5 separate regions of the Mus musculus genome follow, and regions 1, 2, 4 and 5 are each linked to region 3. The links are chromatin contacts, called in public ChIA-PET, HiChIP or PLAC-seq and promoter capture Hi-C maps. All regions are on one chromosome and are shown on one strand. Each heading gives the region's core, a stretch centred on a gene start, on an enhancer-like site or on the middle of the called end of the contact. The rest is flanking DNA. Distances are from core to core; before and after follow the strand shown. Region 1 holds the start of Clip1 (CAP-GLY domain containing linker protein 1). Region 2 holds the start of Hcar2 (hydroxycarboxylic acid receptor 2). Region 3 holds the start of Mlxip (MLX interacting protein). Region 4 has its middle 12 kb from the start of Morn3. Region 5 holds the start of Zcchc8 (zinc finger, CCHC domain containing 8).

Region 1 (5,656 bases), core at 2,486-4,985, 290 kb after region 3:
GTTAAACTGGGTTTGAATCAGCAGGGCAGTGGTGGCACACACTTTAGTCCTCCACAGGCCAGCATGCCATGGTCCACAAACACACAGACTCAACAGGAAGGTGGTGCTGGGAATACAGATTGTATGAAACTCTAGGTTTAATCTCCCATGTGTGTGTGCAGGGAAGGGGTCAAGTCCGTATGTCAAGTCCTGGGCTAGCCAACTTTTGATCAGCCACTGACTTAATGTTCTATTGACAAGGTGTTCTGCACATTTATCAAAATGACATAAGCTAGGGCTCAGTTCTTACTCTGCATTCACTAGCAATGAGACTTTTAACCCAGATGGTAAAGTACAAAGAACTGTAATTCTCCATTTATTTATTTATTCATTCATTCATTGGTTTTTTCCCGAGACAGGGTTTCTCTGTGTAGCCCTGGCTGTCCTGGAACTCACTCTGTAGACCAGGCTGGCCTCGAACTCAGAAATCCGCCTGCCTCTGCTCCCAAGTGCTGGGATTAAAGGCATGCACCACCACTGTCCGGCTAATTCTCCCTATTTTTAACCCAGTCTCGATCACAGCAGAAATCTGGGCATGGGAGTCAAGGTTTATAATGCAAACTGCTGCAGAGACTGAGGGGGAGCTGAGCAGGACAACACATGAGGCCCCGCCCCCACCCCAAAGCCAGGTACGATGGCTGCAACCTGGAATCCCAGCACTCAGAAGGCTAAGCCAGGAGGACTGAGTTCCAGGTTAGCCTACTGCACAGGGAAATCCTAGCTCAAAACAAAACAAAACAACAGATAAAGGGGGGAGGGGGGTGTGCATAGAGCTGCCTGGTGTATGTGAGAAGCCTGGGTTTTCATCTCCAGGATGGATGGAAAGACAGATGAATGAATGGATGACATGTTAAGTTATTCTGAGTCTTTCAGTATCTTAACAAATATTTTCAGAATAACAGCCTGAAAGGCTTTAAACTGTTCTCCAAGCTCCCAATATCAAGGCCTTTGAGCTTTTCTGGTTCCTCTTCATATGATCCCCGTTTTCTTTAGGGACCAACATCCTCTAACTTCCTTTTCATCTCTACTCAAATCATGTTCCCAGCCGGGTCTCTGGAAACCCTATCTGAAAGTCCCCACAACTCTAACCATTATTTACAAGACTTCATATTCCTTCTCCTCTGGTTTGTACATTTTTTTTTCTTTACCATCTATGACATTCTAACTAACATGCAACATACTTATATTTAATCTGCTTATCGTCTGTCTTTCAAGTGGAAGAGAAGTACCGAGAGGATAAAGCTTGGTAAAGCTCTTCAGGGTTGTGGCACCAGCATCCAGAAGGGCAGGTGGCACAGGAAATGGCTCCATGAGTATCTGAGGTGTGCAAACTGAATAGAGCTCATTACACAGACAGACCACAGCTCCATAAGCAGCCATCGAAGGGTCCGTAACACTTCACCAATACTGAAATAACAGGCATGCCATGACTAATAACACTGACTCTTATGTTTGTTTCTTTTTCAAGTCAAAGTTTCCTTTATAAGCCAGGCAGTGATGACACCCGTCTTCAATCCCAGTACTTAGGAGGCAGAGGCAAACTGGTTTCTGTGAGTTCAAGGCCAGCCTGGTGTACAGAGTAAATTCCAGGACAATAAAAGCCACACAAAGAGACCCAGTCTTGAAAAACCAAAACTAAAAGAAAAATTAAAAATACTAGTTTTTAGAATGTATTAAATTTCTTAAAGACAAGAACCAGGTTGGCTTATTTTCGTGCTCAGCAATGACTGAAAGAGCTGAGAATAGCAAAATCCTCATGTTCAGAGATACTACCAAAGTTCCCACCCAGGTTCAATGTTTACCTCTCTAATCCAGGCCTAGGAGGAAGCCTAACCACTTCCTCTGAACCTCAGCAAGAGTCCCAGGCTCTCAGCTGAGCAATCACCCACTTCCTTGGCTTTCATAACGTCCAGCCTTGCCTTTTACCATTGATTCACTGCCCTAACAAACTAACTTAGCAGACTGAGGTACAGTTCTTGACAACATCTCGTATTGGCTGTGACTCTGACCTTTCAGTGCCCTCCCTGTAAAATGACGATGACAGCAACCTCCCTAGGTTGGATGGATTACATGAGATAAAAACAAAAACAAAACTCTGCACTTGCCCAGAGCACGGTCAGAAGGAGCCCTCCATAAACCCTAATTGTTATTATTTCAAGAGGAAGAAATGCCCCAAGGCTGAGGAGCAACAGTCCTGAGGATACTTGCAAAAGAGCATCATTACGCCTAGAAGCCAAACGCGGCTCTCCTAACTGGGAGCCACAATTAGGAATAATAATCATAAAATCCTAGCATGAGAATCACCAAAGCACCACCGCATAAATACTAACAGAGCCCCAAGCAGACAGACAGACACAGTCCTGGGCCTAGAAGAGGCTAGACTGCCGACTCACACCAAAATGAAAAAAAACAAAAACAAAAACAAAAAAAAAACCAAGGAAATGACAGAAACATATCCACTGTCTTAATAAATAAATAAGTAAATAAATAGAAACAGTAGTTGGCAAGTTTTTGCTAAAAAATGGGTATGCACGTGGATTCCAGACTTAACGAGTCATTTCTTCATACCAGAGAGGTGGGGCTGGGCAGGGAGGAAGGGGGTGGTGTGCGGTTTCTGCCAGATGGGAAAAGCCACATGAAGCGGAGAGACTACGGGATGTCAGGGCAGGACTCCAGACTCAGAAAAAAATAAAAATAAATAAAAATTAAATAAATTAATCCGATATTCTGTTGTTCTCTCCCCAATAACGCAACACCTCCAGGTTCGAGACAAACCACAAGGCTCTCTGCTTTTAAAATAGTCACCCCATCCCCACCCCCAACCCCGAACAAGTGTCATCTGTCTTCCGCGCCAACCCCCGACCGCGCTGGCAGGTTCGGGTTACCGGGCAGCGGTGATTTCAGAGATCTGGCACCCTGTTTCGCCCTTCTACCTTCACAGAGAATCACGCTCCAGGGGTCTGAAGGAAAACAAAAGCCCGGGGCCGAACAGCCAGGGACCGGGAACCGGGGCCCGAGCCGGGCCGGGCTGAGCCCGAGCGCCACGGGGCAAGGGCGCCCTCCATGCCGGCTCGCGGCCGGCCACCCGGCGTCCCGGGCCTGCCCGAGGAAAGCTCGCCCAGATGGCGAGCGGCGGGAGGCGTCCAGGGCAACAGGTCGAACCGGACCCGCGGCCTCTGGGAGCGACGGAGCCGTCCCCGGAACCTCCCCCTCCAAGAGCTGGGGAAGAGGACGCGGGCTCCTCCGAGAACGGCTCCCGAGGCGGCGCAGGGACAAGGAGTCCACGCTCCATCTTGAGGCGGCGGGAGGAAGGCAGGCAAGGCCCCGGGCCGCGGCTGCCAGGGCCCGGACGCGCGCGGCTCGCACGCAGCCAGCCTTCCCCGCAGCCACGCTCTCCCCGCGCCCGCCACCCTCCCGGGTGCGTCCGCGGCTCCTCGGCCGCCGTCCCGGTGCGTGGCGGGAGCTTGAGACGAGCCTTCCCTCCCGGCGTTTCCCTCCCGGATCCCCGGGCGGCGGGAAGGAGCGGAGGGAGAACGGGTGGGACGGCGAGGAAGGAGAGATGGAGATGGGGCCCGCGCTTCGCTCACCGCCTGGGACGCCGCTGGTCGCCGTCACCTGCCTCCCAGCAGCAGCAGCAGCAGCCGCCGCGGCCGCCGCCTCCCGCCTCCCCGGCTCTTCGGCTCGGGGCGGGGAAGAGAACGTGACGCGCTGCCGCCGCCGCCGCGGGGCCGGGAGAAGACGCCGCGCCGCCCCTCCCCGTGCCCGGGCCGCTGCCGCCCGCGAGCTCCCCTGCCGCCCCTTTGTCTGCCTGCTCCCCTTGCGAGCCCCTAAATCCTCCACGATAAGGAGCAAGATGCCGGGGGACGGACCGAAGGGCCTGCAGACGCGGGTGCCTTGGCATTTCAGGCTTCTCCCTGTTTCCTAGCCAAGTGTGCCCAGAATATGCAAGTCACCCCGGATGGCTACCCGTAGACTGGACCAACCGCAGCCTGCCGTTTGGGGATGGGATGGGGTGCGGTTGGAGAGTGGGGGAGCTGATTGATTTCATTGACCTCCCTTTCCCGCCTAGAGCAGGGTGATAAATCCGTTGCCCCAAGTTGGAAGGGAGATGCCCATAGGCAAGCTCAGCTTGGGATGAACGGTCTCTGCTCTCCAGGAAATCACTGAGGGGTTAAAAAAAAAAAATCCTTTGAGATGAGCCCAGGGCTGCAGCCCAGTTAGTTTAAGAAAAGCGTCTTTTATTCGCCCCAGTCGTTTGGACAGAAGCCCAGGTTAATGTCCCGTTCGGGCTCCTCCCCAAGCAGGGATCCCCTTGTCAAGCTTTTGAAAGGGACTGGAGAGGACGCTGCAACAGCCGGCTCAGGGCTGCGCTAGCAGAGGGCGGCCAGCATTTCGCTCCCATGGACCATGGCAACCCCAGAAGTTTTGCAGCTCCCGGCAGAAATCTGCAGCTGTTGGAAGCCCAGGTTTCTGCAGTGACTCAGTATTGATGGAGAAGGGGCCAAGGAGGAAATATTCTGAAGGGCGACCTCCCTTCTTGACCTTTATTTAAAACACCATTGTGTCTGGGCAAACAGGCACCTCAGAGAGCCCAAGAAGGGAACTCCACTGGAAATGCACAAAGTAAATTTCATCTGCAGACCCTCCTGTCCATTTAAGCCTTAAATCACACACACACAAAAATAATCTATTATTCCACCTGAGCCTGATATGTGAGCTCCAAGGTCAAGAGGTGAGAGTACCCTGGGAACCCAGAATTCATTCCTACTTAGGCAAGCAATACTTACCCGCTGATCTGAGTACAATTCAACTCTGTTTTTCCTCTCTTGGTTATTCCAGATGGTTTCTGTGTGTAATAGCCTTGGCTGTCCTGGAACTCTCTTTGTAGACCAGGCTGGCCTCAAACACAGAGATTTGCCTGCCTCTGCCTCCTGAGTTCCAGGACAGCCAGAGCTACACAGAGTATACATAGAACCCTGTCATAAAATTTATAATAACAAATAAATAAAATATTTAATAATAATAATAATAATAATAATAGCAGCCAGGCCTATTGGTGTGCACACTGACAATACTAGCCTTCAGGAGTGGGAGGCAGCTGAATCTCTTGAGGTTAACCTAGCCTGCTCTACATACCATCCAGGGCTATATCCTGGCGATGAGTAAAAATGTATTGGGGTGGCAGCAGCACACGCCTTTAATCCCAGCACTCAGGAGGCAGAAGCAGAGAGAGCTCTGAATATAAGACCAGCCTGGTCTCCAGAACGAATTCCAGGACACCCAGGCCTACACAGAGAAACACTGTCCTGAAAAACCAAGAAAAAAAAAGTGGAAATGATGAGAGAATGACAAACTGCTGTTTAGAATCCCAGGATGAGCTCTCAAAGAGAACCAGCCAATGACCACAAAAGCTCCATTCAGCTAACCAAGAACAGCAGTAGGCACCATCCTGCAAACTACACTCCAGGCCTTCTCAATAGACTAGGGCTCTGAGTACAGACGGCTTTACAATGTGGAGGGTGACCAAAGTCACTTATAAGGTTGCCATCACATATCTAAGATCCTGTGCCTTTTTAAAAATCCAGTAAGGCAGGATATCTGTGAAATTGGTGCTTGA
Region 2 (5,371 bases), core at 2,292-4,791, 470 kb after region 3:
TGCTGAAGGGATCTGCAATCCTATAGGTGGAACAACAATATGAAGTAAACAATACCTCCCCCGCCCCCCAGCTTGTGTCTCTAGCTGCATATGAATCAGAAGATGGCCTAATCGGCCATCAGTGGAAAGAGAGGCCCACTGGTCGTGCAAACTTTATATGCCTCAGTACAAAGGAATGCCAGGGCCAAGAAGTGGGAGTGGGTGGGGGAGCGGGTGGGGGACTTTTGGGATAGCATTGTAAATGTAAAAGAAATAAATACCCAATTAAAAAAAAAGAAATGAAAGTTAATCCATGTTTTGAAATGCTTATTCCAAATTACCTGCTTTCTAAATCTATTCATTCAAATATTTATTATACTACATTGTATATCATAACGGCATAAGAATTATCAGCTAATAAAATATAACATATGAAAAAAAAAAGGAGACTCATACCCAACACATTCCTTGTTACCTCAGGACCTTTGCTCTCACTCCCCTCCCTGTGCCCCCCCACCCCCAGCCCAGAGGTTTTCATACCTTGCTCTGTCTAGTTAATCCTGGCTCAACTCAATATCACTTCCTCCTGGAGGCCCTCCCAGTCATCCCCACCCTAGCCACCCTCTCTGTTCCCATAGTCACACCTGGCTGGTTTCACAACACCTGTTGCTTTTCAGCCATGATCTTTTCTTCATTCCTGCCTGCCTCCCTGCCTTGAATTTGGGTTCAATGTGACGAAGACCATCTATCTGCTTAACTCCTGGCCGTATTGCCACCACCCAGAACGGTGTCTGGCGCACAGTTGCTGTTCAACACACAAAAACCAAACAAATGAATGTCAACTGTTAACTCCGATCGATCAAGGACCAGGAGTTTCACCACCAGGTTCCCCGTGATTCATGGGGAAATCCCTGCTTGGCTCGGAGCTTCTGTCTGCCGCCTTCCAGAAGAAGGCAAACCCTGCTTTTAAATTCCCACTTGTAGGAGCCGAAGGTAATAAGAGACAGAAAACTGGGAACACTTGAACTAAGAGACACTTCATCTGTCTGTCCCTGGTTTCTTGCCATCTACCGAGGGCTGAGAAATTAGAGTATCTGAATTCTTAATCTGTATCCAGCTCGGGAGGAAAAAAAAAAAAAGCCTCATCTTGCCAAAGGATCTAGGAGGGACAGAAACTGGAAATGAAAGTACAACAGAAACTTCTTGTTTCTCAACTGGCACGATGCAACCTGGTACATCTCCTTTCTGGCTCTAAACTGGGAACTGAAACCATTCCATAGGAAGCTCCTCTTCCTTCTCCTAGGGGTGGAAAAAAAAAGCCCACTCTGGTCTGATTCTTTTTTTAATATACAGCTATTAATAGCAATGTTCACCGAACTGCAAAGGGAAGAACTCCGCTGTAAACTTTTCGGTATAGCCTTTAAAACCTAACTACCTTACATATTCCCCACCGGTGCCGTTCCCCTTGGCTGTCTCAAGGCAGGGCTCTTCTGCACCCTTCTGTGTTTTTGCAGTATACTAGATCTTCCTGCTAGGATACAGTTCATAACCCAGGTCTTAAGTAAGAAGACCGTTTCTGTGAACCCTAACCCAGACAAAATGCTGCAGCAGCCTGTGTCTCCTGTCGAAATTTATTGAAATGGTAGATGTTAAAGTACAGAAACCCAAGTAATGAACCGCCCCCCCCCCCCCAACCATGGACACAGTTGAATTCCTTTTACTAAGAAACGCAGACAGAGGAGGGAAGCCACTGTTTCCCCAAAGCCTTTTAAAGCTCAGCTGAATTTGTTATTGTTTCTCTCCAGCACTGAGTTCAGTCCCTCCTGGGGCTAACCCCCTCTTACCACCTTTGGAGACTTGGAGAACAATCAAATCTTTTGCATCTCCTCCCCTCTTTAGCATTTCTGCTAAAGTCTGGCTGAAAGGTATACTGGTCCCACCGAACACAAGTGACCAACTGGCTTATCAGTGACATCTGGGTAGAGATCCCCTCCAGTTTCGTGGATCTCCTTGTCCTCACTGGGGCCCACGGACAGGCTAGGTAGGACCCTAGGACGAAGAGCCATCCGTGACTTTGAGCAGAACTGAGGTGTGTCTGGGTGCATCTGGGACTCAAACTCTGCAGGACTCTGTCTTCTTCAGTCCTGTAAGCTTGGAAGGCTGAGAAGTTTCCACTGTCTGGAAACTCTGCTTTCTGTTCCTCTGAGATTTTCTATGGCTGCACCTCGCAACCAAAACTGCTCACTGCACCACGCCGTTTCTCTAAATTCGATTCTCCGAATCTAGAAGTTCCAAGAAAGCGTAAGCCAAATCTGAAGATGTTACCCTGTTCAACGAACGGCCAAATCGCCTCTCCAGAGAGCACAGGCCTGAGCGGCAATCTCCCTTCTTGTCATAGTAACTTAACGAGATGTGGAAGCCAGATAAGGGGGGCTGCCTGGCTCACTGGGGTCAGCCATTAGCGCCCCTGGAATACTTCTGGTTGTGCTGGGGTCCCCCGTGAGCTCCACACTAGTGCTTCGGTTATTATCGGGTTCACCCAATGTTTTCTTTCGAAGGCAGCGGTTGATACACGTGGAGAAGAAGTTGGGGAAAGATGGGCTGGAGAAATAGTAGACCACAGGGTCCAGCATGCTGTTCATGTAGGTAAAGCTAAGGGTGGTAAAGAAAGCCAGGTCCACCGAGGAGTAGATGTCACAGTTGCGTACGTTATATTTGTAGAGAAGCCAGAAGATGCGGATGCGCACAGCCACACTGGGTAGGAAGCAAATGATGAATACAATAGCCACCACCATGATGAAGTTGATGGCCCTCTTGATCTTGGCATGTCTGTCCATCTGTCTCTGCCTCAGGCTCCAGATGATCCTGCCTGAGCAGAACAAGATGATGGCCAGGGGCAAGAAGAATTCCAAGAGGAACATAGCATCGTGCCACCTGAAGTTGTAACAGATGCTGAAGCTGCTACACAGATATGCCTCGCCATTTTTGGTCATCATGTTTGTATAGAGGAGGTGGACAGTCAGGCCGATGGTGAGACCCCACAAGAAGCAAGAAATGATGGCCGCCGTCCGGTTGGAGATCTTGTTCAAGAAGTGGTGTGGATGGACCACCCGGAAGTAGCGGTCCACAGCCACCACGGTGAGGAAGATGATGCTGCCCTGTCGGTTCATAGCCAACATGAAGAGCATCACACGGCAGGGGATGCCTCCGAACCTCCAGTCCCAGTTATGGACATAGTTGTCCGTCAGGAACGGCAGGCAGATGATCAGGAGAAAGTCAGCCACGGCCAAGTTGAACAAGAAAATCCGGCTGGATTTCCAGGACTTGAGGTGGAAACAGAAAATCCACAAGGCAAGGCCATTGCCCAGGAGTCCGAACACAAATTCCAGCCCCAACACCGGTGGCAAGACCTTGGCGATGTTTTCATCTCGGAACACACAGCAGTTCTTGCCGTTTATCACTAGAAAATGGTCTGACTTGCTCATGAGTGGATCTGGCCAGTCCAGCTTCAGAGTGCCTCACCTAGCGAAGGCTCAAGGCGAGTGTGTGTCTGTGTGGTGAACGTGTGGTTCAGCCCTCGGCTTTATGTCATGTCAGGGTGTTGAAAGAGATGACTGAATGGTTACCAGGAAACTACGAAATCATTTAAAAAAAAAAAAGGCTAGCAAGGCTCTTATGCAACTTACTGTTTGCATAAACAAGTAATAAAAAAAAAGTCCCCTGGGCAGACGGGAACCCACAAATTTTTCTAAACGTAAAGGATAAGTTTAGGCAAGCCGACTGTCAGAGGTGGACGAGTCAGATCTGAGGGCATTCCTTCTGAAGGCTGCAGGCATGCATGCTGGCTAGGTGATTGGCCTCGGAGAATCCATTCACTGCAATTTGCTTAGCTGACAATAATTAATAAATTAACAAGGGCAGTAACCATGCACTGTGCTAAAAGAACAGTCAGGCTTTCCAGGAGCAGTAAGAGTTCGTGTGAAATTCTACTATGCATTGGTAATGTGGATACGGTTTCCTCTGTCTGTCTGTCTGTCTGTCTCTGTCTCCCCCACCTCCTTGTTTTCTTTCTAGGATTTATTTTTATTTTTGCATGCCTGTCTATGTGGCTATGTACATACAACAACAGCCCCAGAGGCTATTGGATGCCCTGGAGCTAGAGTTATAAGACAGTTGTCATCCACCCCAATGTGGGGATAGGGAGCTTAATGCAGGTCCTCTGCAGGAGCAGCGGGTGCTCCTAACCCCCAACTCAGTTCTCTAGCGCCGTGCTCTTTTTCCTTTTTTCCTTCCTCTCAGATAGATGTCTCCTCTTGTTACGTCTCCCAAGCTGGCTTCTCCATCTTCCTGCTTCTTCTTCCCGAGTGCTGGGATTGCAGACACAGCGCCTGGATGTGTGGTATTCGTAGAAATGGCTCTGATTTCAAGCCTCAAGAGGGTGCAGAAAGATAACATTTCCTTTCTCTCTCTTTTTTTTAAAGTGTGATTAAGTGTCATCTTACAGAGTATCTACCATTGACTATCTACTTTGAGTTTGAAATTAGAAATTGGAAATTTGCCAGGTGGTAGTGGTGCATACCTTTAATCCCAGTACTCGGCAGGCGAAAGCAGGTAGATCTCTGAATTTACCTGCTCTACAGATCGAGTTCCAAGACAGCCAGGGCTAGACAGAGAAACTGTCTCAAAAAAAAAAAAAAAAAAAAAAAAAAAGAGGAAATGTGTCCCTTTAGCTGCCTACCCAAATCCTCAATGGCATTTGACGGACCTTGTAGTCTAGACTCAGGGTGACCTGATCTTGGATCCTATAGGATCAGGATACTTCATGGAGACTGTGACAATGAAGATGACAACTTTGAGATTGGTGGTGCCCACATTGCAGTTTCCAGTGTTCCAAATTCCATGTCTTGAAACTCCATGTTTGCCCATTTTTTTCAAGATTGATTTATTTATTTTTATGTATATGAGTATACTGTAGCTGTACAGATAGCTGTGAGCTATCATATGGTTGTTGGGAATTGAACTCAGGACCTCAGCTCGTTCCAGCCCCGCTTGCTCCGGCCCAAAGATTTATTTATTATTATATGTAAGAGCAATCTAGCTGTCTTCAAATGCACCAGAAGAGGGCATCAGATCTCATTATGGATGGTGGTGAGCCATGTGGTTGCTAGGATTTGAACTCAGGACCTTCGGAAGAGTAGTCAGTCCTCTTAACCTCTGAGCCATCTCTCCAATATTGTTTTTTTGTTTGTTTATTTTGTTTTGTTTTGTTTTTTGGTTTTGGGTTTCTGTTTGTTTGTTTGTTTTCAAGGCAGGATTTCTCTGTGTAGCCCTGGTTGTCCTGGAACTCATTCTGTAGACCAGACTGGCCTCAAACTCAGAAATCCCCTGGTCT
Region 3 (5,444 bases), core at 2,173-4,672:
CACACACACACACACACACACACACGCAGAGAGACAGAGAGAGAGAGAGAGAGAGAGTGCGCGAGAGAACGGTTTTTCTTAAAATGCTTTGGCTAACTCAATGACTGAGCACTCCTTGAATTTCCCCTGCTACTTGGGGAAGTAGCGGCCACTTCCCGGAAATCTCACATGGCTGGTTGGCTTTTTCTCTTCCTCTACTGCATCCCCTTCTCCTCTCTCAGTCCTCCCAATTCTCTCTGCAACCTACCATACAACTCTCAGTGTCCCGCCCCATGCTCAGTCATTGGCTACTGGCAACTTTATTGATAGATCAAGAACCAATTGAGGGCAAGAACCTTCAGCATCAGTAAACACAGATTCCTGATTAAATCAAAGCATCCAAACGACCCCCTGCAAATACTTTTTCTTTTCAAAAGCAGTTTGATATGACATCACATCAGCACAATGATGTGATTCAGTTGCACACACATCCTTAGGATAACCTTTTCTTTAAAGACTTATCATTATTATTTCTTTATTATATGTGTGTGTGTATGTCTTCCGTATGGGCTTATATATGAAATTATTTTTGTAAAGATTTATTTACTTATTATATTAAGTACACTGTAGCTGTCTTCAGACACACCAGAAGAGGGCGTCAGATCTCATTACGAATGGTCGTGAGCCACCATGTGATTGTTGGGATTTGAACTCAGGACCTTCGGAAGAGCAGTCAGTGCTCTCAACCACTGAGCCAGCTCTCTAGCACCAAAATTATTTTTAGAAATGTAAAACAAGCAAGTCAACAAACATGGCCAACATAGGTAGAGCCTGACCTGCTAGGAAGGCAGAGGCAGGGGAGTCATCTGTGGCCAGGACTAGCCTGGTATACAGGCTAGTCTTATGGCCACTTGATACAAGCTAGAGTCATTTTGGGAGCAGGGACCTCATCTGTAAAAATGCTCCCATTAGATTGTCTTGTGGTGCATTTTCTTTTCTTTTTTTTTTTTTAAAGATTTATTTATTTATTATATGTAAATACACTGTAGCTGTCTTCAGACACTCCAGAAGAGGGCATCAGATCTTGTTACAGATGGTTGTGAGCCACCATGTGGTTGCTGGGATTTGAACTCCGGACCTTTGGAAGAGCAGTCGGGTGCTCTTACCCACTGAGCCATCTCACCAGCCCCCTGTGGTGCATTTTCTTGATTGATAATTGATATTAGATGGTCCAGCTCACTGTGGACAGTGTTACCTCTGGGCTGGTCGTCCTGGGTGCTACAAGAAAGCGGGCTGAGCAAGCCATGAGAGAGCAACCCAGTCATCAGAACTCCTTCACGGCCTCTGCATCAGCTCCTGCATCCAGGTACCGCCCTGATTAAGTTCCCACCCTGATTTTCTACAGTGATGGACCGTACTGTGGAACTGTAAGCTGAAATAAGCCCTTTCCTCCCCAAGTTGCTTTTGGTTTCTCACAGCTATAGAAAGCCTGAGAGACCTGGGCAAAACAGAAAAACATCAATCATTTATGTATTTATCTTTTGAAACATGGTCTCCTTACATAGCTCCGGCTGTCCTAGAACTCACTCTGTAGACCAGGTTGGCCTTGAATTCATAGAGATCCTCCTGCCTCTGCCTCCCAAGTGCAGGAATTAAAGGCATGTACAGTATACCTGGCACCTAGGCTAATCTTACACTGCTTTCTGAGTGTTCCCTGTAGCTAGGGAACTACCTAGGCCAGCCATAACCCCCATTATATTTTCAGGTGTTTTTTTTCTCCATCACTTTTAAATATAATTACATACATGAGTACTGTATTTACACCATTTCCACTCCCCAACCCCCACCCAACTCCTCCCTTGTCTTTTTCTCACTCCCTTTGAAATGTGACCTCTTCTTTAATTATTATTTTTAAACATGCAGGCACACACACATGTATAAATATAGCCTGCTGAGTCCTTTTAGTATTGATAGGATGTGTTTAGAAAAGGTGACTATGTGGGGTTGGAAAACCCATCTTCTCCCTGGAGAATAACTCTTTCTCTCTCTCCCCCCCGCATCATTAGTTGCCTGAACTCCATTTAAGAGGGGGTCTTGTGAGATTTCCCCCATCCATCTTGGGATGTCAACTGGTGCTGCAATTTTGTAGTTCTTGTTTAGACCATGGAGATTTCACAGGTGTAGCTTCCTTGTCATATACAGAAGACACCCTGATCTTTTCCCCTCTTATAATCTCTCGTGGTGGTTACAAGGCCAGCCTTGTCTACATAAGGACTACATGTAGAGATTCTGTCTCCAAACAAAATCTTTTATTTATTTATTTTTACCTTTATTTATCGTGAGAAGCGCAGATGCCACAGTGGGGTTGGGGTGGTCAGAGATTAAGTTGTTGGGAGTCTTCTATCTTGTGGGTCCCACGGGTTGGAATGAAGGTCAGACTTAACAGCAAGTGCTTTTATTTACCTACTGAACCATCTCACTGGATTTCCTAAAATATAAAATAAAATAAAAGTGTCTTTGAGACAGGGTATCATGCAGTTCAAACTAACCTAGAATTTGGGGAACTTCTGATCCTCCCACCTCTGCTCCCCTCCTGTTAGGATTGCAGGCACGCGCATGTGTTACCATGACTGGCTCATTGCTATTTTTAGGTTGACACAACTTTCTGAGACCTAGGAATTGCAGTAAAGACAACTAGGCTCCAAACTTCCCCTTTGGAATTTGGCTTCTGGGCCAAACTTCCAAACAATAGCGACAGTATTTTGATTTGTGGCTGAAGTTGTTGGGTCTGGAGGCAGACAGCTAGGCTCCTGCAGAACTCTACTACTGTTTAAGAGCGGTGATGCCCAGGAGCCATGCCTTAACCCGGGAGAGTCAGTTTCTGCCCCTAAGGATGTGATGATTCTGTGAGCCTTGCTCTTGGGTCTTGTTGGAACCTTAGGCACACCCCTTAGAGTGTAGGTAACTCAATCTTCTCATCAACAAAATGGGGACGGTAGACAAAATCAGGAAGGCTTTTGAGGACTCAGTTCCGGGTATGGAGGGAGAAAGCTGGCCTAATGTGGGGGAAGGAGCTCCACCCCTACCCACCACGTGGAGTGCCCTCCTTGCCCGCAGTGAGGCCGCAGGGCTATTCCCAAGCTCCGGGCGTGGCGGAGGCGGGGCAGGGGCTGGAGCCAGACTAGTTGAACAGACAGCCAATGCCGCCCTGAGCCCAGGCTCCCCGAGAGGCGCGGCCTGGCTTTCTCGTCTCTCTACTCCAGGGCCAGCCGGAGGGGAAAGAGGACAGCCAGGGGCCGGGCGTGGAGGCGTGGCCTCCGGCTTTTTTTTTTTTTTGTCCGCCCGGAGAAGAAAAGCTTCCTCCTGCACCTTTAAGAGGCAGAGGCGAGCATCCGATTGGCCAAGACGACAGTGACGTTACGAGGAGGCCCGCGCCCTCCCCCTCAGGCCGCGCGTTCCCGGGCAGTCTGCGCGAGGGCCGGGCCGGGTCGGGCCGGCGGCCCCCTCCGTTCCCCGTGCTTCTCCGCTTTACGTCGCCCCGGCTCCCGGGGGATGCCCCGGACCAGGTTCTCCTCATGGCTGCCGACGTTTTCATGTGTTCGCCGCGCCGGCCCCGCAGTCGGGGCCGTTCGGTGCTGCTCAAGCCTCAGGTGCCCGAGGACGACGACGACTCGGACACAGACGAGCCGTCTCCGCCGCCCCCCTCCGGCGTGGCCACTTCAGCCCGGGCCCACGCGAGCGCCGCGCCGCTGCCGCCTCGGGCCGGCCCGGGCCGCGAGGAGCCTCCGCGCCGACAGCAGATCATCCACAGCGGCCACTTCATGGTGTCCTCTCCGCACCGCGAGCACCCGCCCAAGAAGGGCTATGATTTCGACACGGTCAACAAGCAGACGTGCCAGACCTATAGCTTCGGCAAGACCAGCTCCTGCCACTTGTCCATCGATGCGTCGCTCACCAAGCTCTTCGAGTGCATGACCCTGGCCTACAGGTAGGGGACCCGGTGACGCCCCCACCCGACTCCCAGACCTGGCCGAGCCCCATCTTCACCCCGGTCTCTCTTGAACAAAAACCCAGCTTGGACCTTTGGCTTCACACTGTCCCTTTGGAAATTCCTTCTAGGACGATTTGTGAGTCTGGGGTCTCCACCATGGAGAGAGGCGCCAGGGTTCCGGCCTTGTAGCCCTGTCAGCCGGTCGTTCCTGGGTTCTTCCGGCTTCGTGTTCCCCATCCAGGCCCTCCCCTCCTCCAATGCCCGTGGTCACCGGTTTTAGACAAGAGTTAGGTGTAGCTACAGGCTGTGTGTTGTTGTTTTCCTCCTTTTCTTTTGGCTCTGTGGACCCCTTCCTTCTATTGCTTTGTGTGTTTACAGCAACACCCAACGGTTAAGATCACCTGTCCAGGGTGGCTAGGGCGCTGGCTGCACTATCTTAATGATTGTGTAACGCCTTGGAGCCTGTTTCCTTGTCTATAAAGGGGGGCGGGGTGGGGGGTGACAGTAGTGTTGACCTCTAGGGGGCTGCTTCAGGGAAGGGTTGAGATAGGCCGAGTGGGTTTTTAGGTGCTGCTTAAATGTGAGTTACTTTTCCTGATTGTCCATGCATCTGGAGCCTGGGTTCTCTTACATCTCCTTTACAGGGAAATTCTGAGGCAGGACCCTTTGCACACAGTGGACTTGTGGAGTTTATTTTCCTGGGAAGTTGGAATTTGTTTTTGTTTTGTTTTGTTTGTTTGTTTCCTTTTTGAGCCAGGGTCTTTTGAGCAGATGCTGGCTGGCCTTGAACTCCTCCTGACTGCCCTGCCTCCGCTTCCCAAATTCTGTGATCACAAACATATGCCTCTCATGCCCACATCTGGCTAGAGGGTTTTCTGACTGACCCTAAAAACTTATGTGTGAGATGTCAGTAGGGCTGACATCCCAGACACTGCCCTGAAACGGGGAATTCAGCTTTGGACAGAGATCTCTTTTGAACGTCATAGAAATGCCTTTCCTTGGAGGGCTAGCCTTTCTTTCTACCCTCTTACTCTTCCCCAGTATGTCTTCTAGGCAGGCATTTTAGGCAAGTTTTCTGCCTCAGCCAGAGACCTTCTCTGAACTGCTAGTGATTAGAGCAGCCCATATGGGTGGTAGCTTCAAGCAGGACCCACACTGACTGGGCTTGCTTTAGCAACTATACTGGCTTTGGCTTCATGAGAGTCCTGATGCACAGCTGGCAGCCTAGAGAAAATTTCCCAGGTTACTCCGAAGACCATGGAAAGAAGCACAGGACCACTCCTAGGGTTTTTTTTGTGTGTGTGTGTGTGTGTTACCTTGATACCTATGTATCCAGGAGCTCACTATATAACCTGGACTGGCCCCAAACTTGCAGTAAGTAATCCTCCTGCTTTAGCTTCTCAAGTGTTGGGATTACAGGTGCTGCCATGGCTAGCCCTGTTTTGGGTTTTGGTTTTACTTAATTTCTAAAGCT
Region 4 (5,221 bases), core at 517-3,016, 340 kb before region 3:
TACCTGCTGAGCCATTTTGTCAGCCCAGTACAGACTTGAATAAAGAAAAATGTATTAAAGCACACAGGAGATGTTAATCCTGACCTAGTATACTCAATAGGACTTTAATAAATACATTAATGATAATAATAATAGTTATTACTATTATTGTGTATTAATAAATACATTAATGATAATAATAATAGTTATTACTATTATTGTGTATGGGTGGCATGTCTATGCACCTATGCATGCGTGGTGCTACTGGAGGCAAGGAGAGGGCATCAGATTTGCAGGAGTACTGATCCTTGTGATTTTACCATGTGTGAGTACTGGGAGTCAGACTGAAGGTTTCTGGGAAGAGCAGCTAGTACTATTAACCACTGGGCCATCTTTCCAGCCCTAAATACTTAATTTTAAGTATTACTTAATTTTAAAGATGTATTTATTTTTATTTAGATGAGTACACTACAGCTGGCTTCAGACATATCCCAGAAGAGGGCATTGGATCCCATTACAGATGGTTGTGAGCCACCTTGTGGTTGCTGGGATTTGAACTCAGGACCTCTGGAAGAGCAGTCAGTGCTCTTAACCACTGGGCCATCTCTCCAGCCCCCTAAGTACTCAATTTAAAAAAGCATTTTACACCAAGCATGGTGGTAAGTTTAGCACTTGGGAAAACAAGGCAGAAGTATAAATTCAAGGACACCCTGGCCTTCAGGGGAAACCCTACCTCAAAAGACAAAAAAAAAAAGAAAAAAGAAAAAAGAAAGAAAGAAAGAAAGAAAGAAAGAAAGAAAGAAAGCAAGCAAGCAAGCAACAACAACGACAACAACCACCACCCAAAAGCTGAGGAGACCGCTCAGTGGAGAGAGCTGTTACTGTATGGTTGTGGCACCTGTCAATAGTTAAATCTGATGGCTTATGGCTTAGGCAGGAAATAGGAGGTAGGACATCTGGGAGAGAGAAAGAATTCTGGGATAGAGCCAGGCACGAGGTCCACCTGGGAGGATGCATGGAACCTGAGCACAGGTAACCAGCCATGGGGCAGAATATAGATTAAAATTAGTGGGTTATCATAAGTTATGATTCTAGTCAGAGAAGAGCCTAGCTCTATGGCCAAGGTATTTGGAAATCTGTTTTGAGTCTGAGTCTTATTTCTGGGAACACGGGACCGGGAGGAAGAATCGACCCTTATATCTACAGCTCAGTGGTTAGAGCATTGGCTGCTCTTCCAGACAACCTGGGTTCTGTTCCCAGCACCCACATGGCAGGCAACAACCGTCTGTTACTCCAGTTCCAGGTGCTCTGACTCCCTCTTCTGGATTCCCCTGGCACAAGGAACACACCCCCAAAACAGTCATACACAAAAATATTAAACAAAACATTTTGTTGTATTTAGCCAACCACACTATGCGAACTTACATTTCTACCAAGAATCATAGTGAATTTTTAAATAACAATAAAATAAAATTATAAGTCAAAACCACAATCAGAACTAGATTCTAGCTCTTTAAAAGCGGGATTGTGGGGAACGGGGCTACAAACAGGATGGTGTGGCTGACGTCATGAATTTCGGGGGGCTTTAAATGCGCATGCGTTAGGCTCGCTTCACACACGCGATCTTCCTGCACGCAGTGCGCGTGCGCACGGCGAAGGAGCCCCGCCGGCTTAATTTTTTTTTAGGTGGGAGGAGCCAGTCGCGGGAGTTCTCGAGACCTACCTGCTCCCGCGGAATTACCCGTCCTAGCCCCTCTGCACATGCGCAATCACCAACACGCGTCTGGGAGGTCTCTGAAAGGCGGGCCCGAGGTTGCGCCTGCGCTCTGGGTACTCTTCGCGGAAGTGAGTGGGAGATGGGGGTGGGAATCGCGCTTCCACGCGGAACCGACGGAGGGCGAGCCTGAGTGTGCGGCTAGGGTTCGTGACTCCTCCAGTGCCGCCCTTCCTAGTCACGTGAAGACTGGACTGTGGACACAGAAATTATTTTTCTAATTTAAAGATTCTTACATAATTACCCATGTCTACGTGAAGGAACTGTTTTTTCTTTCAATTTTGTGTTTCTGGGACTAGTACAATGTATCAGTCCAGGCAGGCCTCGAACCCCAATCTTCTTCCTTCAGCTTCCCGAACGCCAGGATTCTCAGGCGGAAAAGTTTAGTTTTGGATTTATCCCTAATCATTTCTTAGCCTTTTTTTTTAAGAATGCTTGAAACATCACGAAGCATTTTAGGAATCATGCACGGTAGCTCGGGCTCAGAGGGAGGAGAATCACTCGGGAGTTCAAGATCCTCAGCTACACAGGGAGCTGAGAGGCCAGGGCTCAAAGCAGAACTCACTTCGGATGCCTCCGAGTGTTCGGAGAGATTACCAAGAATTATTAGTAAGTGGTTCTTGTCTGTTAGGCAGATTTATTGCATAAAGGCTAGCAAAGAAGTCTGCATAGAATTATGTGTGGCTTTTGTGTCCTGAAGGTGGTTGGTTCATTTGTTTCCATAAACAAGTATGGAAAGCGGATAGTGTTCAATATATGAAGACTGTTCTGATGGCTGGGGACACCAAGAAGCCTGTAGTTCAGCCCCAGTTCTTAAAGGGTTCTTGTGGGAAGGTCACGTGGTTCAGATGTAGAGGCAGTCTTGGAGGTAGCTGTGGGAGCACCTTGACATCTGCTGGGTGACGTCTGTGCACTTCAGAGACTGTCCAGTCAATACAGTCGTGCTGGACTTGGGGAGAGGAAGTCTAGATGCCAGAAGAGGAGATTAGGACCAAAGTGGAGGGTGAGAGACCATGTGTGTTCCTGAACATTGAGGGGTGGTAGGGAATGAGGCAGGAAGCGACTGTTAGACCAAAATCGCCTACTTCAAAAGGGAGAAGTTAGTAAAACTCTCTAAGGAAGATTATTTACGGGTTTACGATTTATTCATCCGTGTCTGTGTGCATGTGTAAGTTGCACCCATGTAGTGGTATGAGCGTGACATTCAGTACACAAGTCTACAGAGCTCTCTCTTTCCAACATGCAAGTCTCAGTGTTTGAACTCAGAGCCTTGGGCCTGGTGGCGGATCTCCTCTTACCCGCTGAGCCTCCTCTCCACCCCAACTCCCCAAGAAAGTCTTGAAATGGTACATTCTTGGGCCAGAATCTCTTGAGGCTGATGAGAGGTATGACTCCTAATCACTGTTCTAAAACGCTGGAAGGGTAGGGATTCTTGGACTCCCTGAAGAAGTTGCTCAGGTCCCGTCTCCCTCAGTTATATATGCCTTGAGGAAGAGGGGTTTATAAGAGTGTTAGGCCAAGAGAATAAACTTCAAGAATAGCACAGAAAAATAATTGAAAAGGAAGCTCTTAAATGTATCCAAAAAATCCACTTTGTAGTAGAATACGTGGGACAGACTGGTTTCATGGACTTGCTCACTTATATTTTGCCCTGGACCCTGACAAATTATGAAGTAGATATTGTTTTTTAATCTCCCAAAGGCTGCCTACATTATACTACTACAACCTTGAAGGATCTAGGGTTGTAAAATGTTGGGGGGACACAAAGATTCAGATCTTAATATAAGATAACTAAATGAAAGGCTGGAGAGATGGCTCAGCAGGTATAGGACTGTCTTGCAGAGGTCCTGGGTTTAGGTCCTAGCATCCACCTCCGGCCATTTACAGCTACCTGTAACTCCTGTTTCAAGGGATCTAGTGCCCTCTTCTGGTCTCCACTGGCATCTACAAGAGCCTGTCTCAAAAACAAGCAAGAGAAATAGAATTTCCCGTGCAGGAAGATTGTATTTCAGGTTGCTAGCAAAAGTGTGTTAAAGAGAAATGATCTACAACCCGGAGGCGGGGGGGGGAGGGGGGGGGCCAGGGAGAAGGAGAGAAAAAGAAAATAAACTTGTGTACATGCCACAACATTGCAGTGCAGCTGACCTGAGCAGCCACTGGACAGCTGCTATGCTTTGCCAGTTACTTTCATCGTGCTAAAAATACACAGATATCACTCCGACCTGGCGGGCCAGCTACAGGGATTAAGCAAAGGAGCGCGTGCGTGGAATGTATTGTAAACAGCTAGCGGCTGTTCACAGGAAGGTGTGTGGGAAATGTACTGGTGATGGTGTTTGCCCTGTTGTCAAACACAGGGGCCGGAGCTAAGAGGCCTGTGTTCCCTCAAGACTTCCAAGTGCTTTTCGTCTGGCAAGTGGTCCTTCTCCACTCTAGTGCAAATTAGTCCACCCGGCAGCTTTCAGGAAAATACACTTGGATGTTTTTAAAAACTGCTAGCCCAAATGTAACGGTGTTTTTGGAAGGTAATTAGAGCAGGAGGCTGGGATCCTCTAGGGAGTGTGAATTGCCATGAAAGACAGGTTAGTTTCAAAGGGTTGGAGACTGGAGAGAAGCCTGTCTCCAATTAGGAACCAGGTGAAAGGGACACTGTAGCACTTTCTTTAAATCCTTAATGAAACTAACCTACTGTGTCACTGATCTGGCTGGGGTGGGGGTGGGGGTAGGGATTGGCATGGAGAATGTCAGCTGTGGAAGAGTTCTGCTGTCCCGTGCAATGCAAACGGAAAATGAAAGCCTGGTGTGGTGGTGCATGCCTGAGATCCCAGCAAGATCCTGGCAGGCGGACTGGAGAGATGACGCAGCACATAACTGCATTTGCAGTGGACCCAAGGTTTGTTTCCAAACCCCAAATGAGGGTGTTCACAACTTCCTGGGACTTCAGCTCCAGGGAATCCAACACGCTCACATAAGGTACAGTCTCTTGTCACATAAATCAAAATAAACTTTAGAAAGTCTCCTGAGGAAAATGGTTGGGCTGTGTAGGGAGATCCGGATGGCTTAGTGGGGTAGGGGCACTTACACACAGCCTGATCCTCACACACTGTAACACTGTCAAGATTTTCCAGTGGGGCGTACATATATCAAATCATTCCATTTAATGACTGAGAAGCCAGAAGAGAGTGTTGGATCCCCTAGAGCTGCAGTTATAGGCAGCCGTTAACCTTCGGACTTGGGTTTGGGGAATTGAACTCTTTTTTTTTTTTTTTTTTTTTTTTTTTTTAAGATTTATTTACTCATTATATGTAAGTACACTGTAGCTGTCTTCAAACACTCCAGAAGAGGGCGTCAGATCTCATTACGGATGGTTGTGAGCCACCATGTGGTTGCTGGGATTTGAACTCTGGACCTTTGGAAGAGCAGTTGGGTGCTCTTACCCACTGAGCCATCTCACCAGCCCGGGTTTGGGGA
Region 5 (5,092 bases), core at 2,263-4,762, 330 kb after region 3:
ATTGCTCCATCTGCAGGCTTTCCCTCTGCCTCGGCAGCACTGGGATTACAGACGTCCATCTTGGCGCCATTTTACACGGGTGCTAGGGATCATAAACCCAGGCTTCACAGCAAACTCTTCAGTCAGTCAGCTGTCTCCTCAAGCCCTACAAACTGTCTGTCTGTCTGTCTCTGTTTCTGTCTCTTTTCAGGGTTTCACTATGTAGCCCTGACATTCGCAGTGTAGACAAAGCCTGGCTCTGACGTCCCCGAGACCTTACTGCCTGTTTCCCAGGTGGTCATTAACAGGCTGCACCACCACGTCTGGCCCAGAAATCACCTCCAACATTAAACAAAAATTTTACACATATGTGCAGGCGCATGCGCGCGCACACACATATACACACCCCATTAATCTTTTGGTTTTTAACAAAATTTCCCTAACTAATGGCTAGTTTCCTTATAAATTAGGAGACTAGGGAAGAGTATAAGAAAGCAGGTTACATGAATAAGGCCAATATAAGGCCAGCTGACAAAGTGGCTGAGTTGAGGGTCAGATTGCACACACGCCAGCAATACCAAGACTCACGGGATCAAAAGTTCAAGATCCTCAGAGCTACACAGTGAGTTCCAGGACTGCGAGAGACCCTACCTGAAATTCTGGTCTCAGCCTAGCCAGTACACGAACAGACAATAAAACTTCCCAGTTCCAAAGCCTAAAAATATTTCAACTGGACAAGAAGACTCCTATCTGGAACGCCAGCACTTGGGAAGTTAAGGCAGAAGGCATGCCAGGAGTTTGAGAGCAGCCTGGACTACACAGACCCTGCTGGAAAAAAAGGAAGGAAGGAAGAGGGGGGGGGGAGGGACATGGGAAGAAAGGAAAAACGAGCAACTGCTCTACATAAACTAGCAAGTACTCTAGGCTGCAGTGGTAGCACGTGGTTTTAATCCCAGCACTCAGATTAAACCCAGGGCAGCTGGGTTTGAGACCAGCCTGGTATACTGAAAGTGAGTTTCATGCAAAGACTTGGGAGTTCAAGGCTACAAAGTAAAATCCTGACTCAAAAAACAAAATAAATAAAAAATTAATCTAGTAACTTGTTAAATTCCTATCATATGGAGATGCCAGCATTAGTGTAACTGTTATAAGCAGATGTCTGAATACATGCCTCCTGCATTCGATACTTTCTCAAAAGCATATTTCCTTTTCTTCTAAAGTGCTGTGCCTTGCCAGACTTGGCCCTAGGTGTAATCCCAGTACTAGGGAAGGGGAGGCGGGAGGACCAAGAGTTCAAAGTCACCCTGAGCCACACTGTAACCAGAGACCAGCTTAGGCTACAAGAAGACTGTATCAACAAAACAAAAAATGCTCTACCTGCACTGTCTGTAACTGTAAAATATTTAATACGTACTTTACAAATATTAATAAAAATATTTAATGCTAGTGTGGTTGCTCCTGTTATCCCAGCACTTTCAAGGTAGACAAACAAAAACCAATAAGGTTAAGGCCAGTGTAAACATACAGTGGATTCCAGGCTAGTTTGGGTTACAAGATGAGAAACACTGTCTCAGTAAACCCACCCTTGCCTGTCCAAAACAAAATCCCACCAACCAACCACCACCAATAATAACAACAGTAATAATAACAGCTGTAAAGAAATCATCGGCTAACATAACTGTAAACTTATTTTATCTTACCAGAAATGTGTTAAATATGAACAGCTGGGTCTAACTTGCTTCTCTGAATTGTCAAGCAAAAATTTCTGGATTGAGGAAAAAGACCCACTAAGTCTGTTTAGACATTTAACCCACTTACCAGAATTCCTTTATACCCCTAAGTCAACAATAAAGAACCGTTACTGAATTCTTCATTGGATTCTGAGTTGTGGATGATACAAAAATTCCTTTTTCTACAAGGATGCTGTGACTAGAGAAGGAGAGCCAAGAGGCAGCTCGTGTGTAATTTCAAGATGTCATACCTGGGTCTTGTCAGAATGTTCAACTTTCTTTTAAGTTCTTGATGTTATTACTGGTTAAGGAATATCAGTCCTCAGGACATAACAACCAACCACTAAAACTTTCACTTTTGTTATCCAAATGACATAAATGTAAAGGAAGGCCCCGTAATCAGTACTTTGAAGGAAAAACACTGGGTACATGTTTTGCCGAGGGCAGGACAACTGGACCTGAACATTAAATAAGGTCTTCATCTCTTTGAACATATATTCTAAGACATGGTCCTGGAGTTCAGAAACAGTCTAAGAGATGAACCAAAAATTTCAGTTAGACCGCGGTGTTCCCGGAACAAGTTGAAGCAATTAAGAAAAATTTCCACGTCAAAGCATAAAGATAAATGATAAAGTTAATATAGCAAAATGTTTGCAAGAATGTGAGAGAACCCCTACGGATATGAAATACACAATCCTTTCAACTCTCTAGTATTTTATAAATTTTCATAATAAAGTGTGTCACGGAAAATGGTTTCATGAAAAAAAAATCAGACTTGAACTTCAAAAGTTGACATAACAACCATGCTCAGGGTTCAGGCTAAGTTCCAAAAGGAAAGTTACCTGAACCAAAACTACCTAAGAACGGGAAATTAACATACTAGCAAACCCACAAACGTTATAATCACGTTAATAAAGTCAAAGGGAATTTTGGCGCGTTTTTCCCGGAGCACCGGGAGGCAAGTTAGCTCAAGAAATCAAAACGATCTGGACAATTTAGCAAGTCTCTTCGCATGCTAAATCTTTAAGGTCGTCCCCCCCGCGCCCCGATTCTCCATCACAGTGGGCACTCGTAGCTTTCGTCCCTCCACAAATCATCCCACTCCCCGGCTGCGACGCCCCGCACCTTCAAACGCACAACTACACTACGACTCGTCTCTTCTCGAGCTTGGCACGCAAAGTTAGAAAACACGGTGACCTCCAAGACCGGGAGAGAAGTGTCTCCAGTGTCACAACAGTTGAGAGCAGCTTTGAGTTGGGGGGCCAGGGTGGTGTGCACTGGAGGACGCTCGCGGGGAAGGGATCGCGCGCGGGCCGCGGATGCAGCTTCTGCAACCGGACCGAGACTCCCGCCCGCCCGCCAGGTCGCGGGAGGAAGGACTTCGAATGCTAATCTTCTTGGAAATTCCGCCGTGTCCCCCGCCCGCCGCCACCCAGACCCCGAGTGCCAAGTGACACCCGGCCCATCGCGCCGGAAGGATATTCTCGGCGCGGAGCTGCTCGATGGTGGCCTCGCAGCGCCGGAGCTGCTCCTGCAGCTCCGCATCGCCCACCCCGTTCTCGTCGTCGTCGTCGTCCTCTTCCTCCTCGTCGTCCTTGAACCGGGTGTGAACGGGCTTCGGCGTCGACTCCTCTGGTGGGTCAAACGCCTCGAAGAGCTCTAGGTCGCCAAAATCCACACCGGCCGCCATCTTGGGCTGTGGGAAAGCTTGGAGGGCAGGGGGCGAAGGTTGGAGGCCAGAGCCGCTCTCCCTGGAGGCTTTTCTCCACACACAGGCCTCCAAAGCCGTCTAGGGGCGGGTCCTGGACGGAGACTACAACTCCCAGAATGCCAAGGCCGCCCTCATGCCTCTTTCCGAATGGGCCACAGAGCGTGGCATTCTGGGATATGTAGTTTCTAAGCGACGGGACTCATTGTTTGCGTTGCACACTGGGATTGCTCTTTTTAAAAAAACGGTTCTGAATGAGTTAAAACAATATGGATTGTCCCCGTTAGGCGTTTAAAGCTGAAGGAATCAAAGCCGGATACATGGCTTTGACAAAATGTGGTGCGGTTCCCCAGCGTCGAAAAGAGAAGACAGGAACTCTACCTTTGCCGTAGATAAATGTGCTCTCAGACACAAGCCACTTTATTTTGCTTGTTTCATTTGTAAATGAATGAAAAATGAAGTTATTCCACTGCCTACTCTCATGAACTCCTATCAGGGACGAAACAAACAGAAAAACCAGAAAACCCTTTATTATGTTTCTACTTTCATATGCCGCTGGATTTGAATGGATATTTTCGTCATCACATGTTAAAATCACCGGAAATTATAACCTGTAACAAATAATGTCAGGTTAGTTATGGTCTCTGTTGGAGGCCAGCTCCTGTAGCGCGTTTAGTGATCCAAGGAGGGGTTGATGATATTAATGTAAATCAGACAGACAGACACAAACACACACACACACACACACACACACACACACACACACACACACACACGGTGAAGCAAGGCTTCAACAAGCGTCAACAACTTTATTACTTCTCCCATAACTTATATCTTCCAGCAAAATCTCCCAAGTAGTACAAAGATTACAATGTGGCTACATTTTGTAAGTGAATGATTATAATAAATACACAAGCAAAAAAAAAACCCCAAAAACAAAACAAACAACCCCCCCCCCCAAACCCAGCATGTTACACCATACCTTTTACAAGATTGAAAGTCTTAGGTATTATAAGTGAAAAAAAAAATTAAATAAATTATAATAGATTAAGTGTAAGCAAGCAAGCTACTTTTTCTCAGCCAGTTCTTGTACTACCAGGCTACAATTTGCAGTTATAATGAAAAGATCAATTATTTATCTTTTAAAATAATCTTATAAAAGAGTATTTAGAATCAGAAATCTAAGCTTGTGTGTGTGTATGGTGTCTGTGTGTGTGTGCACGCATGCACACAGAGGCAAGGTTTTTCTGTGTACCCGTGGTTGACCTGGAACTTCTGTGTACCCATGGTTGTCCTGGAACTAGCTCTGTAGACCAGGCTGTCCTCAAACTCACCAGCCTCTGCCTCCCAGGTCCTGGGTTTAAAGACTTAAGCTACCACCACCTTCCTACTTTAAATCCTCAGTTGTACACCCACTCACTGATTTTTTTTTATCAAATTATATCAGGAAGATAAAGGTAAAAATAGATACAAGTAATTATCACTTGATGACCCATCCAGCCTTAGCAAGAAAGCCACATAAGCTAAGAACTAGCTCAGCTACCATTGTTCTTGTTCCCTGACCTCAAAAAAATTCCTGGTTCAACTTTCAAAAGTATACCAGTCTGGATATTAAATTGTTCCCCAAAGTCCTATATATCAAAGCAAAAACTTTTTTTTTTTTTTTAGTATTTTA

What was found. Promoter capture Hi-C pulls out the DNA fragments that hold promoters and counts their contacts. ChIA-PET counts read pairs in DNA pulled down with a chosen protein or histone mark. HiChIP or PLAC-seq counts read pairs in DNA pulled down with a chosen protein or histone mark.
Region 1: a contact with region 3 is called in an RNA polymerase II ChIA-PET map of memory CD8 T cells, with 43 read pairs. The contact joins the promoter of Clip1 here to the promoter of Mlxip in region 3. A contact is called at or near these places in 4 of 39 promoter capture datasets (the HPC-7 cell line, liver and neutrophils), 1 of 484 Hi-C or Micro-C datasets (embryonic stem cells), 6 of 115 datasets of contacts at active chromatin or transcription factors (the 230-238 cell line, bone marrow-derived macrophages, effector CD8 T cells and 3 more) and 2 of 9 other capture datasets (embryonic stem cells and pancreatic islet).
Region 2: an H3K27ac HiChIP or PLAC-seq map of microglia shows a contact between it and region 3, with 4 times the contacts expected there. The contact joins the promoter of Hcar2 here to the promoter of Mlxip in region 3. A contact is called at or near these places in 2 of 39 promoter capture datasets (the HPC-7 cell line and hematopoietic stem and progenitor cells) and 1 of 115 datasets of contacts at active chromatin or transcription factors (microglia).
Region 4: a promoter capture Hi-C map of pre-B cells shows a contact between it and region 3, with 2.8 times the contacts expected there. The contact joins the enhancer-like site here to the promoter of Mlxip in region 3. A contact is called at or near these places in 4 of 39 promoter capture datasets (the 3T3-L1 cell line, maxillary cranial neural crest, neutrophils and 1 more) and 1 of 115 datasets of contacts at active chromatin or transcription factors (memory CD8 T cells).
Region 5: a contact with region 3 is called in a promoter capture Hi-C map of liver, with 2.4 times the contacts expected there. The contact joins the promoter of Zcchc8 here to the promoter of Mlxip in region 3. A contact is called at or near these places in 17 of 39 promoter capture datasets (the C10 cell line, the HPC-7 cell line, HPC-7-derived erythroid cells and 12 more), 4 of 115 datasets of contacts at active chromatin or transcription factors (bone marrow-derived macrophages, fetal liver, microglia and 1 more) and 3 of 9 other capture datasets (adipose tissue, liver and pancreatic islet).

The regions. Positions count from the first base shown.
Region 1 is chr5:123,680,626-123,686,281 of GRCm38.p6, forward strand. Clip1 (CAP-GLY domain containing linker protein 1) reads right to left here and starts at 3,736. Exons shown (of 24, transcript NM_019765.5): 1 at 3,627-3,736.
Region 2 is chr5:123,861,975-123,867,345 of GRCm38.p6, forward strand. It overlaps Hcar2 (hydroxycarboxylic acid receptor 2), which reads right to left and starts at 3,542. Exons shown (of 1, transcript NM_030701.3): 1 at 1,596-3,542. The coding sequence starts at 3,464. The coding sequence ends at 2,382.
Region 3 is chr5:123,391,376-123,396,819 of GRCm38.p6, forward strand. It overlaps Mlxip (MLX interacting protein), which reads left to right and starts at 3,423. Exons shown (of 17, transcript NM_133917.3): 1 at 3,423-3,967. The coding sequence starts at 3,555.
Region 4 is chr5:123,056,310-123,061,530 of GRCm38.p6, forward strand. No RefSeq gene overlaps it. Among named protein-coding and RNA genes, the nearest start is that of Morn3, 12 kb to the left of the region's middle. Within about 2 kb of position 1,767, at least 361 of the 459 cell types and tissues checked have an H3K27ac peak or open chromatin away from gene starts, as enhancers often do. A contact at or near this core is called in memory CD8 T cells and pre-B cells, where this site is marked.
Region 5 is chr5:123,717,532-123,722,623 of GRCm38.p6, forward strand. Zcchc8 (zinc finger, CCHC domain containing 8) reads right to left here and starts at 3,513. Exons shown (of 14, transcript NM_027494.3): 1 at 3,192-3,513; 2 at 1,961-2,003. The coding sequence starts at 3,399.